Regions from separate parts of the Mus musculus genome. Here region 2 is linked to region 1. A link is a contact called in public HiChIP or PLAC-seq data. All regions are on one chromosome and are shown on one strand. The core of a region is the stretch at or near the end of the contact, and the rest is flanking DNA. Distances in the headings are between cores, read along the strand shown.

What was found. HiChIP or PLAC-seq counts read pairs in DNA pulled down with a chosen protein or histone mark.
Region 2: a contact with region 1 is called in an H3K27ac HiChIP or PLAC-seq map of embryonic stem cells, with 6 read pairs. The contact joins two enhancer-like sites. A contact is called at or near these places in 10 of 484 Hi-C or Micro-C datasets (B cells, the G1E-ER4 cell line, LSK cells and 7 more), 6 of 115 datasets of contacts at active chromatin or transcription factors (bone marrow-derived macrophages, double positive thymocytes, embryonic stem cells and 2 more) and 3 of 9 other capture datasets (adipose tissue, liver and pancreatic islet).

Annotation. Positions count from the first base shown.
Region 1 is chr6:134,856,304-134,861,539 of GRCm38.p6, forward strand. Crebl2 (cAMP responsive element binding protein-like 2) reads left to right here. Exons shown (of 5, transcript NM_177687.3): 5 at 1-1,580. Among named protein-coding and RNA genes, the nearest start is that of Crebl2, 29 kb to the left of the region's middle. Within about 2 kb of position 2,933, at least 8 of the 459 cell types and tissues checked have an H3K27ac peak or open chromatin away from gene starts, as enhancers often do. A contact at or near this core is called in embryonic stem cells and liver, where this site is marked.
Region 2 is chr6:134,957,497-134,962,732 of GRCm38.p6, forward strand. No RefSeq gene overlaps it. Among named protein-coding and RNA genes, the nearest start is that of Apold1, 22 kb to the right of the region's middle. Within about 2 kb of position 3,110, at least 25 of the 459 cell types and tissues checked have an H3K27ac peak or open chromatin away from gene starts, as enhancers often do. A contact at or near this core is called in embryonic stem cells and liver, where this site is marked.

The sequences.
Region 1 (5,236 bases), core at 1,683-4,182:
TTGTCCTATGTAATTGATGGATTTGTGTGTGTGTGTTTAGTTGTCACTTCTTTTCTTGTTTTTAATCACCCTACAAAAAGAAACCAAATAGGCTGTTTGTCTCCCGTGGTTCTCAGCCTTTATGGACCCAATATTACTCCTTTCTAGTTACTTGAGTAATGTTTGCTTGTCTGTGAGCCATTCCAGCATAAGCTGTGAGTATTAACAGATATACACACTTCTATTTTTATAACCCATAGTGATATGCCTGTTTTAAAGAATGTCCATAACAAAGCCCAATACAAGGCCCCTGACAGCCTCATTTTGCTCTTCCTCTGACTGTATTTATGAAAGCTGGCTAGGGCCAAATCCATGCTTGGAGAATAATTAGCCACAGTTTATTTTTAAGTGAAAAGTTCTCTTAGTAGCATCCGTTACCTTAACCTGCAGTATGTGTGACGTGGTTTCTGCTGTATGTCTCCATGTACACACATTGGCACACACATTTGCTTGTGCACTCAGCTGAGGCATGGGGTTTTTCTAAAGCGTACAGAATGAACGTAGCTGCTGAGACTGGGTATCTGCTGTGTAGAGCACAGGCCATCCTGCTGCTGACGCTATGGCTGCTGCTGTTGGCAGAATACTCAGTTCTTCCCTGACATGAGTGTCCTTATGAATGTGTTCTGAGCCAGAGAGAAAGAAGCCTACTGTGTGCTTGTACCTGCTTTAGCCTGTGCCCCCACTGTGCTGGGGCATCCTGAGCTGCACCCTGTACTGCAGCCTGGGGCCTGGTGGGTATTTGGAGTCGCATGTGGCTCTGTATGGTTCCCAGCACAGCCGAATTTGCACGTGGAGTGTGGTTAGGGGCAAAGCTCATAGTAGGAGAGGTTCAGAGACAAGGAATTTCTACTTTACTCGCTTCTCTCACTAGTTCAGTCATATGTATTCTCTGTTGCTGCTAATTACAATTGTTCCTCCCTCTGATGAAGCAGGAATTTGACTTCCAGAAAAAGAAGTATTTGCCACAGACTGGCAGTTGAAGGGAGGTATCATAGTTACAGGCATGTCCAACCTTTTGATGTTGTGACTTGAAGCCTGAGAATTGAATGTTTTAAGTGAGTTTACAGTTTAGTGCTGGGCCACATTCCTAGTTATTCTGAGGTATACGCAGCCTGCAAGCTGCGGTTCAGACGTGCCTGGAAGGTTGTCTGTGAGGTGGGACGAGAGATGGACTGTGTAGCTTGTGATCTCTTGACAGGCATGTCTCCTGACCAGTTGCCTTCTGTTAGCTGAAGATCCCTTGAGCGCAGGCGTGGAACTCAGATCTCCATGCTAGGTGTGTGTGCCCGCCGACAGAGCACCTGCCCAGCTTGCTGGGATTCGCTGTGTTTTAGAAAAATGGGCATTAAGGGTATTTAATGTCTTCTTAGGACCATAAGTGGAGACAAGGACTGTTGATGTTCAGGCCCTTCGAATGTAAGTGTTTTCAATGTAGTGTTCTGACTGGGATGGCGTGTTCTGCCAGTGGGGCGACTCAGTCGTAGACTCTTACTTTGCAGAACTTTGTGTTGCTTTGTTTGTTACTTTTTGAATTCTCCAGGAAAAAAAAATGTTTTTAAAGCAAACATTCCAGGATGAGTGTGGCCTCTCAGTGGAATGTCTCACTGTGCTTGAAGCCTCTGCAGGTTGTACTTGTAGTTTCAGGGTCATCCCAGGTTGTCCTTGTAACCACACGGTCATCCACAAGTAGAAGAGATGGACTTTGGAGTGAATGTTGATTACGCTTTGAGTTTTCTCTAGGGCCTGTATCTCTTTAGTGTTTTGGAGCCATCAAACCAAGATAATGGCCCTCAGCATCTGAAGGGGGCATGGTGATTGCTCAGCTACTGTGCTGGCCCTTCTCCCGAATCTGTGATCTAATTAATCACTGTTCCAGATTCCAACAGCTGCAGCATCTCTTGTCACTCCCATCCATCGAGGCACTGCAGGCTAACTGCAGTTCCTTCCCAGAGGAGAGCAAGCTGGGAGGACAGAGCCCAAGGCCATTCTCTAGGGCAGGAAGAGGCCAAGTGCCTGGCTTCTTTTTTTTTTTTTTTTTTTCAGAGATTAAGGAGAAAATATATTTGCACATTCACACCAATCCAACTCTGCCACTCTAGCATCTGCTTCCCACGTACTGGAGCAACTGGTGCAATATGGAGTTGATCTGGTCAGGTCAACATTTAGGCTGTAGGTGAAGTTATTAATTTGTTTTCTGTCCTTATCTAAAATGTTCCTGGGATGCCCAAATCAGAGCTTTAGTGCTGCGGTCCCTGCCACTGCCTGCCTCGTGGACACGCTCAGCGGCACCAGCTGTAACTTCAGCGTCTTTGCCCCACAGTGGGTCTGCTTTGGCTGGTGATAGAAACACAGGTTTAAGCTGTGCTTTACTTTTAGTTAAAGTCAAGTAAGATCAACAAAAATAAATACTATTTTTCACAGAGATCAGCTGCATGCTGTGACAAATATTAAAGTACATATTTTGTTTTTTAAAAGATGAAAGATGATTAAACCACATGGTATTTGGGGGCAAATGAAGGATTTTTTTTCCTCAGAAAAGAATTGTACAATTATATTTTTATGAAAAATAAAGTATCTTCACCAAAATAACGTTCAGTTGCCTGTTTGACAGCACTGGGGTAACTGTGTACACCTACAGCCGCTAGAGCCGGACAGCCTGACTTCAGGCCCCACATGGTAGAACGGGGAGAACTAGAGTGGTGGGCTAACCTCTGCTTCCACGGTCAAGTGTGCTGAAGACTGCTTACTGCTCTTGTAGAAGACCCAGGTTCAGTTCCCAGCACCCAGGTAACTAACTACAGTTGCAGGAGATCCCATGAGCCCCTGCACATAGGTGTTGCATAGGCGTTCACTAAGGCAAGCACACAGACACATGATCCTTTCTTATTTAAATGTATGGGGCGGGTCCTTAGTCCATTTTCTGAGTCACAGGGGTATGAAAACCTGCCTGTTAAATAACACGGGATTGGCTTGGCAAGATGGTCAGCAGGTAAAGGCGCTTGCCACCACACTGACAACCTGAGTTGATCCCTAGAACCCACACATACAGCAGAAGGGAAAGCCCCCTCCCCCAAACTGTCTTTTGACCACACCCATAGACAAACTAAATAAATCTGAAAATAAAAATATTCACAGTATGTAAGGATTTAAGTTATCAAAAATAGAAGTGTTTGGGGCTGGTGAGATGGCTCGGTGGTTAAGAGCGCAGACGGCTCTTCCGAAGGTCCTGAGTTCAAGTCCTAGGAACCACATGGTGGCTTGCAACCATCTGTAATGAGATCTAACACCCTCTTCTGAAGTGTCTGAAGACAGCTACAGTGTGCTTACATATAATAAATAAATCTTAAAAAAAGATTTAATGAGCTCATATCAAAATGCAGTATTAGGATATTCCCAGGTGGTTTCTATATATTGTTATACTTATCCTTTGAGTTGGTATAATTGGAGGCTCTTTGTGGCAATAATAGCCTTCAATTAGTTAGGTTCATTTTAAGAACCACTTATTTACTCTCTGTCTTACTTGATTACAAGTGGTCATTAATCTGTCTGGACTGTCATGTAAAGTTTTGCTGAGTGTGCACTGCACAAAGTCACTCAGTTAAAGTGTCTGATGGGCCTGATCTCCAGATCCAGTTCCCCCTTAAGAAGCCCTCATGGAAGAAAACCTCCTACCATCTGCTCATTGAACCATTCCCGTTGCCTAGGCCTGCCTAGAACTTACTCAATCGGCACACCTTTTTATATTCCTCAACTCACTAGGGGTGCCTGTGTGAAAAGTATGCAAAATAATGGCATTTTACAGCTTGCTTTAACCCAAGTAAGTGTGCCTCTTCTCCCTGTTCAGTGACATCAGTTTGGTAGTTATTCAGCAGGGGTATAGGTGTGTGTACTCTGTGGATATAGGTGAATGCTACAGACCATGGACAGTCAGGCTCCGATGCACCCCTGGAAATGGCCAAAATGGGGGTCAATACAGCTCAGAACAGTACATCTGAGACACAGAGTATAGAGGGTGAAGAACTGGCTGAAGGAACTCAGACTGTAAACAGCACGGAGCTGTCCAGAAAGTCAGATTATGGCACAGGACACATTGTAGCTGTGACTGAAACTGTTGCAGCCCTGTCCCACTCTAGGAACCATGAGGCAGAAGATCAGCTGTGTTTATTTTTCTTTTCTATCTTTATTTAAACAGGGTTTCACTATGCAGTTCTGGCTGGCCTGGAGCTCGATTTGTAAACCAGGCTGTCCTGGAACTGAGATCGACATGCCTTGTTTCTTTGAGTGCTGGGATTAAAGGGCTATGCTACTATACCCAGCCTTCAGTTGAATTCTTAATCCTGGGGTCACCACAAACTCAACTAATCTACTACTTGCTTGTTACAGGGTCCCAAGCATGGCTGGGCTGTGCTGGGCTGTGCTGGGCTGGGCTGGAGTTAGGCAGTGAGCTGTGCCTAGCAGACTATTCTGTTGGATAAAGATCTGAACGGGAAAAGCCCAGTCCGGTCTCGTGTCCCTCAGCAACCTCTTCCTGGCAAGCACTTTCAAGACTCTGGGACCAATGACTCTGAACTGAGTCTGAAGGCCAGGACAGACCACCCAGGTCCACAGCCAGAGCACCCCTACTGGGACTACAGCAACAAACAGGAAATGATCCTCATTAAACTTGTCCCGCCCACTTTTAGCTAAAGGTAGAAGGTTCATTCTTAGCAACATCACAAGTTTGGGGCCAACCAGGTCTATATGAGATGCCAACTCAAAAAACACAAGAAGATCAATACATAGTTCTGGACCAGACAGGGCTATAGAGAGAGATCTTGTCTTAAAATAACCAAACAAAACAAAGAAGAGCAAAAATACTGATACAAACGTGCTGTTCAAGCTGGAGCAGCCAAACCCAAGAGCCACGGGAAGAGAAAGGAATATCAGAAAGACACAGCAAACATCCCTTCACGTCATGGCTCGTCTGTGAGGCCTGGGAGGAGATGCAAGTGGAGAATGCCCCGGGCCTTGTTAGAGTGACCCTCGTCGTTTAGTATTCCCAGCCAAAAAGGACAAAACTATGAGAACATGAGCTTTTCAACCAGAGAGATCAGGAACTCTGCCTAGTATGGAAAAAAAAAAGTCTTTGAAAACTCTAAAGCCTCCCGGAGCGGGACATCATGGGAGCGTCTTGAGGACAAATGCGGAAACGGGCCAG
Region 2 (5,236 bases), core at 1,860-4,359, 100 kb after region 1:
GGGTTATATGACATGGTAAAAGGGCCTTTGTAGATGAGATTGATGTTGGTCCCTAGAATGGAGGGGACTGAGGATTATTCTAGGGCCTTTAATCAAATGAATCCTCAAAATCCAAGAGCAGCCAACGATGCTAGCATAGACCCATAAGGAAGTTGAGTCAGAAGGATCAAAAGTTTGTCAGTAGCCTGGACCCTGTCACAAAACACAACACAACACAACACAACACAACACATCATAACATGAAAGCTACAAAACTCAAACAAGAGCAATTTTGCATTTTTTTCAGAGGAAGCTAAGGCTGAGGAAGAATGGTCCATTCCTCTTTCCATCCCTTTGTCTTCATAGCATTTTTGGCTAAATGGTGGGAAGAAAAATCCCCTCTCCAAAGAGGGTCTGTTGTGGTTTGGGTGTGAAATGTCCTTCTATAGGCTCATGGTTTGATGAGTTTGAACACTTGATCCCCAGTTTGTCAAGGTTGTGGAACCTTTGGGACATGAGGCCTCTCTGATAGAAACAGGGCTTTGGGGTGAGCCGTGAAGGTTATAGGCTAGTTCTTGCTCCACTTTGCAGGCTGCTCCTGATTCCCTGGTGCTGCCTTGAAGGGTCTGTTCCAGTTGCCTTAACTGCATCCCCTGGACAGAGTAAACTCCTCCTCCCTAAAGCTGCTCCTGGTAGGTATTCAGTCAATGTGCCAAGAAAAATAACAAATAGACAAATCTTAAAACCTAGAATTTGGGCTGGAGAGATGGCTCAGAGGTTAAGAGCACTGACTACTCTTCCAGAGGTCCTGGGTTCAATTCCCAGCAACCACATGGGTGGCTCACAACTATCTGTGTTTCTTGTTTTTTTTTTTTTTTTTTCTTTTCTTGAGACAGGGTTTCTCTGTGTAGCCCTGGCTGTCCTGGAACTCACTCTGTAGACCAGGCTGTCCTTGAACTCAGAAATCGGCCTGCCTCTGCCTCCTGAGTGCTGGGATTAAAGGCGTGCGCCACCACTGTCCAGCTTGCAACCATCTCTAATGGGATCTGACGCCCTCTTCTGGTGTGTCTGAAGACAGCTACAGTGTACTTAGATATAATAATAAATAAATCTCTAGGCCAGAGGGAGCAGGGCAGACTGGAGCGAGCAACCTTCATTCCCAGCAACCACATGATGGCTTACAATCATCAGTACAGCTACAGTGTACCTATACACATAAAAACAAACAAACAAACAAACAAATGAATAAATAAATATATTTAAAAAAAAGATGTTTAAAAAAAAAAAAACCTGGGGCTGGTGAGATGGCTCAGTGGTTAAGAGTGCTGACTGCTATTCCAAAGGTCCCGAGTTCAAATCCCAGCAACCACATGGTGGCTCACAACCATCCATAACGAAATCTGATGCCCTCTTCTGGAGTGTCTGAAGACAGCTACAGTGTACTTTCATATAATAAATAAATAAATCTTAAAAAAAAACCTGGAATTCGCAAGTATGTTATGTCCTATGACAAAGGAGAATTAAGGCTGCAGAGAATTAAATTTGTTAATTTGCTGACCTTACAGTAGGGAGTCAGCTTGGATCATTCAGATGGTTCTATTGGAATGACATCATCCTGAAATGTGGACCAGATAGAACCGTAGTGACATGGGGACTGACTCTACCTTGCAACCTTGGAAGTTCTGAAAAATAAAGAGGTTATAAGGCCAAAGAAGCAGGATTTCAGGGAGGTAGATTGTCTTCTACAACATCTACAAAGGAACTCTGCCCCGGTGAAACCCATGAATCTATGTATGCATGCATGTATATATGTATCCTCATATACCATAGCCCCTGTGTGGAGGTCAGATGACAGCCTTCAGGAGTTAGAGATCAAACTCAAGCAGGCATCTTAGCACCCTAAGCCACCTCATCAGTCAGTCCCAAATATGTGAGGTATTGACTGTGTGCTAGGCTGCCGGTGGTAACATGCTACACTGGCACATTAAGAATGCTTACACGAGTCTTTGGTATTCCAGTGGATTCATTCCAGCATCTCCATTGGAATCAGATTCCCTGGGTGCTCACAGCCCTCCTGTAAAATGGTACAGCATTTGTCTGCAACGGACACATGCCCTTCTCTGGGCTTTAAGTGAGCCTAGATGGGCTGGAGAGGTGATTTAGTGGTTAAAAGTGCATACTACTCTCAGAGAGGACAGGGTTCAGTTCTCAGCACGAACTTGGAGCCACTCACAACTGTCTACAACCCCAGCTCCATGGGATGGGATACCTTCTTCCGGACAATATGGCACCTCCTTGTACATACACACACACACACACACACACACACACACACACACACACACACACACACACCCAGACACATAAAATTAAAAGCACGATAAATCTTATAAATCATCTATAGAATGCTTACAACACCCACCAGAATATAAATGCTATGCAAACAGTCATCCTGCGCTGTTTGGGAGATAACAAGAGTAAAAATCCAAATATATTTCAAATGTTTCCCACCAGCAGGTGGCTGAACCCACACAGGGGGTTTACAGATGTAGAGGGCTGGTGATATTCTTAAATGTGACTGGAAAGTGTCACTTGCACTCCTGACTCCTCTGCTCTGCATGGTGAGGTGGATTAGGTGACTCTGGTGCTGTCTCTCATTGTCCCTCCCAGAATCTGTAGCTGTCAGTGAAGTCCATGCATGCTTGCTGTGAATTCGTGCATCGTTTTTTTTTTTTTTTTCCTCTTCACTCTTCATCCTGTCCCCATGCTCAGCATCTCTGGAGAGCCCTTCCCAGCTCCTGGCCTGCAGACGGGGACCTGGCCCCGTTAGGAATCTCATTTCATTCATTGTCTGCCTCCACCCAAGATTCACGGTTCTGATTTCTCTCCACCAAAGTCACAACAAATTTAAGTCTACCTAGATCCCCTTCCTGAGTGACCCTTGACATTGAGTTTTCTTTTCTTTCCTGCTGAGTTCTGGCCTACTTGGAATTTTATTTATGCCTTTGGGGCAGAGGATACACGCTTTTAAATGATGCGCGCTGCCAACACCTCTTTTCTTGTCTACCAGGAAGAATGCGAGCTTTGTAGCTTTGTACCCTCTGTGCCCTGTGCTCACTAGAGCGCCTTTGTTGAACTAAGCAGGGGCACTGGCAGAGAGGAGAACTAGAGGAGGCCAAAAGGCTCTTCCGAACACAGAGAGAGGTCGTGGTTAAAAGAGAAAGGGACTGGAAGTTTGAGAAGGGGAGAATGGTGGGGGTTGGGGGTGGGGAGCAGGGAGCGGGGAGAGGGGAGCGGGATGGATTAGCTACACAATTTTTGAAGACAAGCAAGGAAATGCAAATAACAGTCTAAAGAGCGTTCTCTCCCTTTTCACATTCTCTTTCCTTCTTTAAATGTTCAAGTTGGGTAAGGTAGCACACACCTATAACCTCAGAATTCCGGAGCCTGGGGCAGGGGGATTACCACAAGGTCAATGCCTACCTGGGAACAGCAAGGCTCCAGAGGCACATCTGATGCCTCCAAGTGGTGTGTTAGCCTGAGAAGTTCTCATTTAACTAATTGATTAGTTAAGGGATAATTGATCGATTGAGACAGAGTCTCACTGTGGAATCCAGGCTAGCCTCAAGCCAACATTTTCTGTTTTCCTTCTCCTGTCTGTTTTCCTCTTTCCTGGGATTACAGGCCAGTGCAGCCATGCCTGGCTACTTAAGAGATTTAACTATCAAAATAAAACAAATGTATCTAAGTAAAAAACGCTTTTTTTTGGGGGGGGGGTATACCTCAGTGGTAGAATGCTTATTTAGAAAACACCAGGCCCTACGTTTAATCTCCTTAGACTGACTTGGGACATTAAAAACAAAAACAAAACAAAACTGTTTTTTAGCTACAAATAGAGCAATCAGCCCAGCCTATATGGACTTCTAGGCCAGCCCCAGGAACACAGCAGGATGCTGTTCCACACAAAGCCCAAAGCACCCGACCCAAGGCCAAGTGAATGGCTCAGTGGGTAGGGCACTCAAAGCCTGAGTTCTATGCCTAGAGCCCAGGAAGTGGTTGAAGTTGTCCTCTGACCTCCACCCCTGCGCTGTGGCACACTGGTTCCCATCCACACATCCACACAACAAACCTAACAATTAAAAAGGAAAGGAAAACGAACCAAAGCTGGGGTTTAGTTTGGTGACTCGAGTACTTGAGTGAGTACTTGCCCTGGGTTTGATCCCTAGACCTTCATCAACTGTGTAGCGGCTCAAAGCTGTGATCTTAGCACTCAGGAGGTGGAGGCAGGAGGATCAGAAGTTGAAGGTCAGTGTCAGCCACAAATCAGGTTTAAGACCAGCTGTGGTATAGGAGACCTTGTTTCAAAAACCAAAACAATTTGAAACAAACCAAAGGCTGGCTGTCCTTTTAGGTAGAGAGCTGTGTTATGTTAGTATAAGCCCGGCTCTCCCTGGCTGCCTTTCCTAGCTCTGCCCTTGGGCTGTGGCTTAATTGGCAGATTTGGGGCTCTTTCCCAATAAAGCTTCAGACCACTGAGTTGGGAAACTCTTCTGCTTCTCACATTAAACTACACTTAGCAATCAAGCTCTATCAGGAATAAACAGTGATCTGGCGTCTCCTTCCATTCCGCTGTCTTGTCTGGCTTTGTTTAGAGCTCTGAGGAGGGGCGTAATTAGTTCCCTGGGCACCGTGACAACGGTCCAGCATTCGGTGCATTGGTCAGAAAATTGATAAGTAAGAAGTAAACACAATTAGGAAGAAGCAAGAGAATAAACACGGAGAGACCAAGGTTTCAGGAGAGGCCGCATTGGCCTTGCTCCCAAGCCTTGCCTTTCATGTGTGGGGATGTTTATCTCAGAGGGGAGGTTTGTATGGGCTTATCTTGGGCCAGGTAGGTTTTAATGATGGTGCAGTCAGCTTGTGACAGCTGTGGCCTGGGGAAAGACCTTGGAAAGCCCCTTGGGAGCTTGGAGGGCCTTGCCAATGTCACTGGGGCTTTGTTAAGGCCTTAGTAGGGGTCAGCAGGCTGAAGAAGCCTTAGGGTCAATGAGAATTTAGGCAAGGGGCTGAATTGTGGGGAGTGTGTCTTTTTCACGCGTTGCCTCTTTAGATATTGGGGAGAATGAAACTCTTTGTCGTTTGTTTAACTGTGAGACAGCTTGGCTCTTCATGGACCACAGAGCAATCACAAGAGACTCACTTTCAGTGAGCCAGGGCTAGGGCTAGGTAAGCAAGCATGCAGCCCTTGTTTTAGATT